2 separate regions of the Cricetulus griseus genome follow, and region 2 is linked to region 1. A link is a contact called in public Hi-C data. All regions are on one chromosome and are shown on one strand. Each heading gives the region's core, a stretch centred on a gene start, on an enhancer-like site or on the middle of the called end of the contact. The rest is flanking DNA. Distances are from core to core; before and after follow the strand shown.

Evidence for each region. Hi-C and Micro-C count contacts between places; a contact is called where the count stands out from the background.
Region 2: a contact with region 1 is called in a Hi-C map of liver, with 4 times the contacts expected there. The contact joins two enhancer-like sites. A contact is called at or near these places in 4 of 8 Hi-C or Micro-C datasets (the CHK-Q cell line, the CHO-K1 cell line and liver).

Annotation. Positions count from the first base shown.
Region 1 is chr5:160,890,070-160,893,107 of CriGri-PICRH-1.0, reverse strand. Dock4 (dedicator of cytokinesis protein 4) reads left to right here. Exons shown (of 51, transcript XM_027419723.2): 40 at 377-543; 41 at 2,950-3,036. Among named protein-coding and RNA genes, the nearest start is that of Immp2l, 230 kb to the right of the region's middle. Within about 2 kb of position 1,642, at least 1 of the 6 cell types and tissues checked has open chromatin away from gene starts, as enhancers often do.
Region 2 is chr5:161,421,390-161,424,387 of CriGri-PICRH-1.0, reverse strand. No RefSeq gene overlaps it. Among named protein-coding and RNA genes, the nearest start is that of Ifrd1, 14 kb to the left of the region's middle. Within about 2 kb of position 1,252, at least 1 of the 6 cell types and tissues checked has open chromatin away from gene starts, as enhancers often do.

The DNA.
Region 1 (3,038 bases), core at 393-2,892:
CCTTGCTGGTGTTCTGGTCACTGCCTTTGGTCATAGTCTTATGAGGATTTCCATATCATTATAAATAAATTTTGGGAGCCATGAACAGACTAAAGGCATCTCATGTACAAGAACTAGGTTGTTCTGGTTCTGAATGCCCAAGCCACCCCCACTAAACTAGTAATCTGCAAATTCACCGGTTATGGAAATGCCATACACATGTCCTATCAGAGTCGCATGCTTAGGACCAAGGCATGCTTAGAAGTACATTATTCATATCTCCTGGGCAGTTTTTTTTTTTTTATGATTTCAGCTGAAATGGAAACACCAGGTTGCTACCCAGAATGCCTTGCTGTTGTTTGCCAAGTCAGGTTTCATCCTTAACACTTTACTCTAGATTTGCAGATCTATGCTGTGACTCCCATTCCAGAGAGCCAGGAAGTACTGCAGAGAGAGGGGGTTCCTGACAACATCAAGAGCTTCTACAAAGTAAATCACATCTGGAAGTTCCGCTATGACAGGCCATTCCACAAAGGCACAAAGGACAAGGAGAATGAATTCAAGGTACCCGGCAGGCTCTCTACCATGCTGCCTCCTCGTGTGCTTTCTTGACTCTTGGTAAATAGTGACTGAGCATACTGTCACATGACTGGAACAAAGGGTCTAGAAATCTTTCATCCTAGTAGTTCCCACCTCTGCAGTGTGTCCATCTGATGGGGAACACTTTCCAGGCAAGAAGATGTGTGGTCCCCTGCCAAGAAAATCTGAGCAGATCTTGGATGCATTCCTGAAGTCAGCTTCTCTGTGCAGTTCCAGCAGCCGGGATGCTTAGAGCATTCTTTAAACTCTTGTTTGAGCTCATGTCCATTCATGGTGGGCCATTGTGAGCACGGTGGATATATTCTAACATCAAGGACACACCGAGTAAAGAAAAGCCAAAGGATAGGCAGACAGTTGGTACTGTGGAGTTTACTCTGTCCTTTGTTCCAGTCCTCATTACAGCAGCAGGATTACGTTTCTGAGATGAGGACCAGAGTACATGCACATCTTGGACTCTGCCTGTGCTGGCCTGTCTTTCCTCACCATATCCAGTGTACCTGGCTAGTTCCACATGCTCCCAACCAGAAAGGGCAAGCATTCTCACAGGCCCACATCCTTGCTCACCAGTCCCCACTGCTGCCAGTAGTTAACTACAGGGTTTCTTCCCAGCCAAGAGGCAGAGGGGAAGTGGTGGTAGCTTTGCAGAGTTCTGGGGAGACTGAATTAAAAGTGGGCTTTTGTGAAACATTTGATGTGCATTTACTGTGGATCCCTTCAGAAATCTAATCACAAAAGGCTGAATGATAAAAGAGCAAAAGATAGACTAGAACCAACCAGCACCAGCCTGCCCCACTGGCCTCTTCTCCCTGAGGATTGAACAGTAAAGAGACCTAAAACACCACTGAGAGATTACTGAAATCATTATCTAGTCCTTTCTGCATAGTTCTAATTCTCTTTTCCTCCTACCAAGTCAACTAAAGATCTAATTAATTACGATACAATTCTCTCTCCTTGCACTAACTTCCAGTCCTCAGTTTTGGAGGCACTGGAGTCCTATAGTTGGCTTGCACAGAGTCACATGCCCATGACCTTTAACCTAGCACTGGAACCCACGTCTTCCAACTCCCTTTCTTTTGCTTTTTCCACCTGGCCAGCAATTAATGATTAATACAGCTACCTTACTGGAATGGGTAGGGTTAGGTCAGGCTCCCTTTCCCCATGCTTATAGCCTTCAGAATCGGGCTCCTACTGTACCCCATTGCCCCAAGCCTGTCCTCTCCACAGTCCGCCTACCTGCCCTCCCTCCTGGCTCCAGCGACACCCACCTTCTCTCTTCATTGGTTGCCGTACCCTCTCATAAGCAGTTACATGTCTGTGTGGGCAGCCTTCTGCCTGCACAGCAGCCCCCACTCTCCTCCCGGTGAACTCTTCACTCTGTAAAATCCAGCTCACTTCTCTACTACTCAGAAAGCTGCCACCCTGATCTCCCACGATGGCATGACTATCTGCATCCTATGTCCACCCTGAACATCCTGTTCATCCCTCTGAGCTCTTATCTGCCTGCTTGCCTGTCATCAGCAGGTCCCTCAAGCTCTTATCACAGGGACTCTTCCGTTGTCATCTCAGCAGCTCTTTCACTGGTGGAAGGACACCCACATTTTAACCCCTCTGTGGTTTGAATAAATGGTGCAATTTCAGGAATTTTGCCAAGTTCCGTTCCTCTTGGTAGCACACTAAATAACTAGGATAATGTGTAAATCCCAAACTGATTGATAAAAGAAAACCTTGTCACGTACAATGGCTGGTGCCAAAAGCAGCTGTGTTCATGTCTCCCAGAGGAGCTGGTTTCTGGTCAGAGGGCCAGCTCGAAGCACACAGGTGCCCCTGGGTTACAGCAGTTTAGCTTATCACCAAAAGTGTGGCCCTGTGCATATGGCAATGGAAAGGATGAGGCTCGGGGGTGGGTGTCAGTGCCAGTCCTTCTGGTAATTAGCATGTGGCTTTTGAGTGGGTCAAGAGTCTCTCTGCAACTTCAAGTCTTCCTCTTAAACAGAAGGTTCAAGTCAAGTAATCCTAAGGTCCTTTCTCCCTTTAGGTTGCTGTCACTCTCGTCTTGATAGCTCATATTATTATTGCCTCTTCTAGCTGGAAATGGCTAAACCTTGAGGAGTGAAAAGGTTAAGGTCACATTGTGGAGAAGACTGCATCCAGCTTGCTGTTGTATTCTGGCTGGAGCTCATTTGCACTGCAGGGGAGGAGGTTCCAGCTAGAATGGGCTGTCACTGCATAGCATTGCAATTGTTTCACCAGTGTTCCAGTGGGGACTAAAGAAAGGCTGCAGGAATAAGCAGCCCCCGAGCAGACTTGTCACAGCTCAGGGCTTGGAAAGAAGGGCAACATAGAGAGTGACTTTGAGTTATGTTTTTGCAGAGTCTCTGGGTGGAGAGAACATCACTCTACTTGGTGCAGAGTTTACCTGGCATCTCCCGCTGGTTTGAGGTGGAAAAGCGTGAAGTGGT
Region 2 (2,998 bases), core at 3-2,502, 530 kb before region 1:
CAGAAATTCTTATAATCTCTGTAAGTCATTAGGCTGTGCCGTCCTACCTCTTGGATTACATAATAATACCACATGCGAAAATGAGTGGTCTGCAGGTTTGGTTAACCCATTTTTAACTATAAAGGGAGTGTTTTTCTTTTTAAAATTTAAACCTCCCTGTGAAACTCTTAATGATGAGTAAGAGCCGTTGTTTGGGAAGTTGCTTATTTCACAGAACACAGCTGTTATGCCTCATGTTAGATGGGAAGACAGGCATGAGAAGGTGACCTTCTCTCACAGTCTTCTCCACCATAGAAATAAACCCCCAGAAAACACAACAGAGGATACCGCTTGGCTTTCATAGCTAGCAATGAGACAACGAAGGTTTCTCCAGGTTAGGCAGGATTTTCAACCAAAGCATAGGTAACCTATTGTAGCCCAGAATTATGGAAGCAGGAGCTGCAGGGTTTCAAACCCAATTCCTAAGGCACCAGTAGGAAACTTAGAAATAATTTCCTTTCAAGTAGGAAGGTTTTGTTTCTATTGAGCTAAGACACTTTCTAAGAGGGAACATTTGGTGAACAGAAAGATCCAGAAAAGAACAGGCCCACGTCCCCACCCTAAACACAGTATTTAAGGATGCAGACAATGCAGGAACTAGTGCTGGTCCATCCGCTAGTGTTGTATTCTTGATTTCCATAAAAATTCATATCTGTCTCTAAAACACATTCAACAAATCTACCATCACAAACAGAAATGCTGTGTGCTGTCGACGCTCAAAACTCAGCCACTGGAGTAGTTTCCTTTCAGCTGGGAGCCCTTGAGAAGGGCCTGTTCCCTTGACTGCCCAGCATATACAGAATCCCATCCTGGGTAGATAAAGAGGCTCCCTAATGTGTGTATCAGCTTTGTGTGTGTGTGTATTGTGTGTAGCAACTTATCAGCTCTGTGTAGGAAGGGCCTATGCTGGTTCCCAGTTTGAGATACATATCGTCCTTGCAGGGATAGCAGGGAGACAGCAGCAGGAAGCAGATAATCAAACTGCATCCGGATTTGGGAAGCAGAAAGAGGAGCTCTGGTGCTCGGCTAGCTTTCTCCTTACAGTCTAGGGCTGCAGCCTATGGTGTTGTGCCATCCATATTTAGAACAGGTTTTCCTGCTTGAATTAGCCTAGTCTAGAAAATTCTGCACAGTCATGCCCACATATTTGTGTTCAGGGTGATTCTAGAGCCCATCAAGTTGACGAGTCATCTAGATCATCACAACTTCCCTCTGTACTGCTGTCTGGTGACATGAGGTCAGGCTTGAGTTGGGTGCAAAGCAGAGATGGGATTAGCTGTAAGGGCAGCAAGAGACCAGAAACAGATGTTACGTGCTAAGAATGGCCGTAGGGCAAGAGAAGGAAATCCTACATGACATGTCTGAAGCCACTCATTTCATAAGCAGCTACTTTACTTTGAATATGCAGAGCCTATGTAAATAAGTCTGTTGGTGATTACAGCGTTGATTTCTAGCCTGGGAAATCTTGACTCTTGAGTAGGAGTTTGGGTGAGAGAGACAAGCTTTTAAATTACAATCATAGGGTTATAGTGGGGTGCTATCAAGTTCTCCCTGAAACTTCAAAGCAAGAAGGATTAAAATGACAGCTTGGACATCCTAATCACCCTAAGATGGCCGGGTAGTGTGTATAATCTAGGTTACCTCCAGAAGCATCTTGGGTAGGATTGTCTGCCTCACTAATCATCACTTCTTTCTTGGCTGTGTCACATCACACTAGAGGTTCATGCTAGGGGCATCACCCTCAGAAGCACATGGCCCAAAAGTAATACAAAATTTGCAAAAGGCTAAAGATTTGGAATTCTGAGGAAAGAACATGGGTGGAGGTGCTGCTGAGTCTGAAAGAGGTTTAGGGGTTTGTTTTGAGAGCTGTGACTTGTTGGTGGCAGTTGTGTTGCACGCATCCAGGGGCACACCTGCCACCTATGAGCATTAGAGGACATTATATTGGGTCCCTTTGTTTCCAAAGGATTTCTTCTATCTTTTAATGAGAATGGTTACCAGATGGCCTAATGGGGAAAAAAAATCTCTCTCTCTTTTTTTTTTTCTGGGGGAATGTTCTCTCTCTAGAAAGGTCCAGTGCCAGGAAGCGAATGATTTCTCACTTATGAAACTAGAACTCAAAGGTGGCGGAGGAGAAAGTAGACCGACGTTGCATGTCTAACAGCTTTGCTTCCTTCCCTGGGAGCTCGTTTGGAGGAAGAGAGATAGATGCAGACACAGATGGCAGGAATGTGGCATGCAGCACCTGGTAAGACTGGCCCGAGAGAAAGCAGACAGTTTATCAGATCTAAACAGACCACGTAGGATTCTCTTTCATCATTTTAGTCTTTATTCAAGGCTCCTGAGTTCCCACAGGCCCAACTGTTGGAGGTTCAGCCCCAGATGATGGCAGCACCTGAAAATGGCGGAGACTTTATTTAAAGTGGGCTGTGTGGAACAAAATAAGGTACTAGATGGCCTGTCCCTGAAGAATGAGTTGGGACTCTGGCTTCTTGCTGTCCCCCTGCTCTCTGGCTACCAGAAGGCGCACACCCTGATACACACCCTTCCTTTGACACACTGTACCACCACAGGCCAAAGGCATTTAAAGTCCCAAGCCCAAACAACCTTCTCCCCCGATAGTGGGGCTTGCACTCAGGCATTCCAGTGAGTGCTCTGTCACTGACTGTCCCCGGTCCAGACTTTAATCCCTTTAGGTTGATTTTCTCACGTATCTATTATAGTATCAGAAAGCTAACCCTGTTGATAAAACCAATTTGAACTCCAAAGGGATATGTGGGTTTCTGGTCTCATTTCTTCTCAAACTCTGTAGGCAAATAGGAAAATCAAAGCAGGGGTCATGGAGTATCAGATAAGAATCATTTCCTTTGTCACCAGCCACGGAATGATCTTCAGAACATCAGTGCTGAGACCCGTGGCACAGGGTGTTAAACAAAACGCTGGCGAGGCCTCTGTGGAG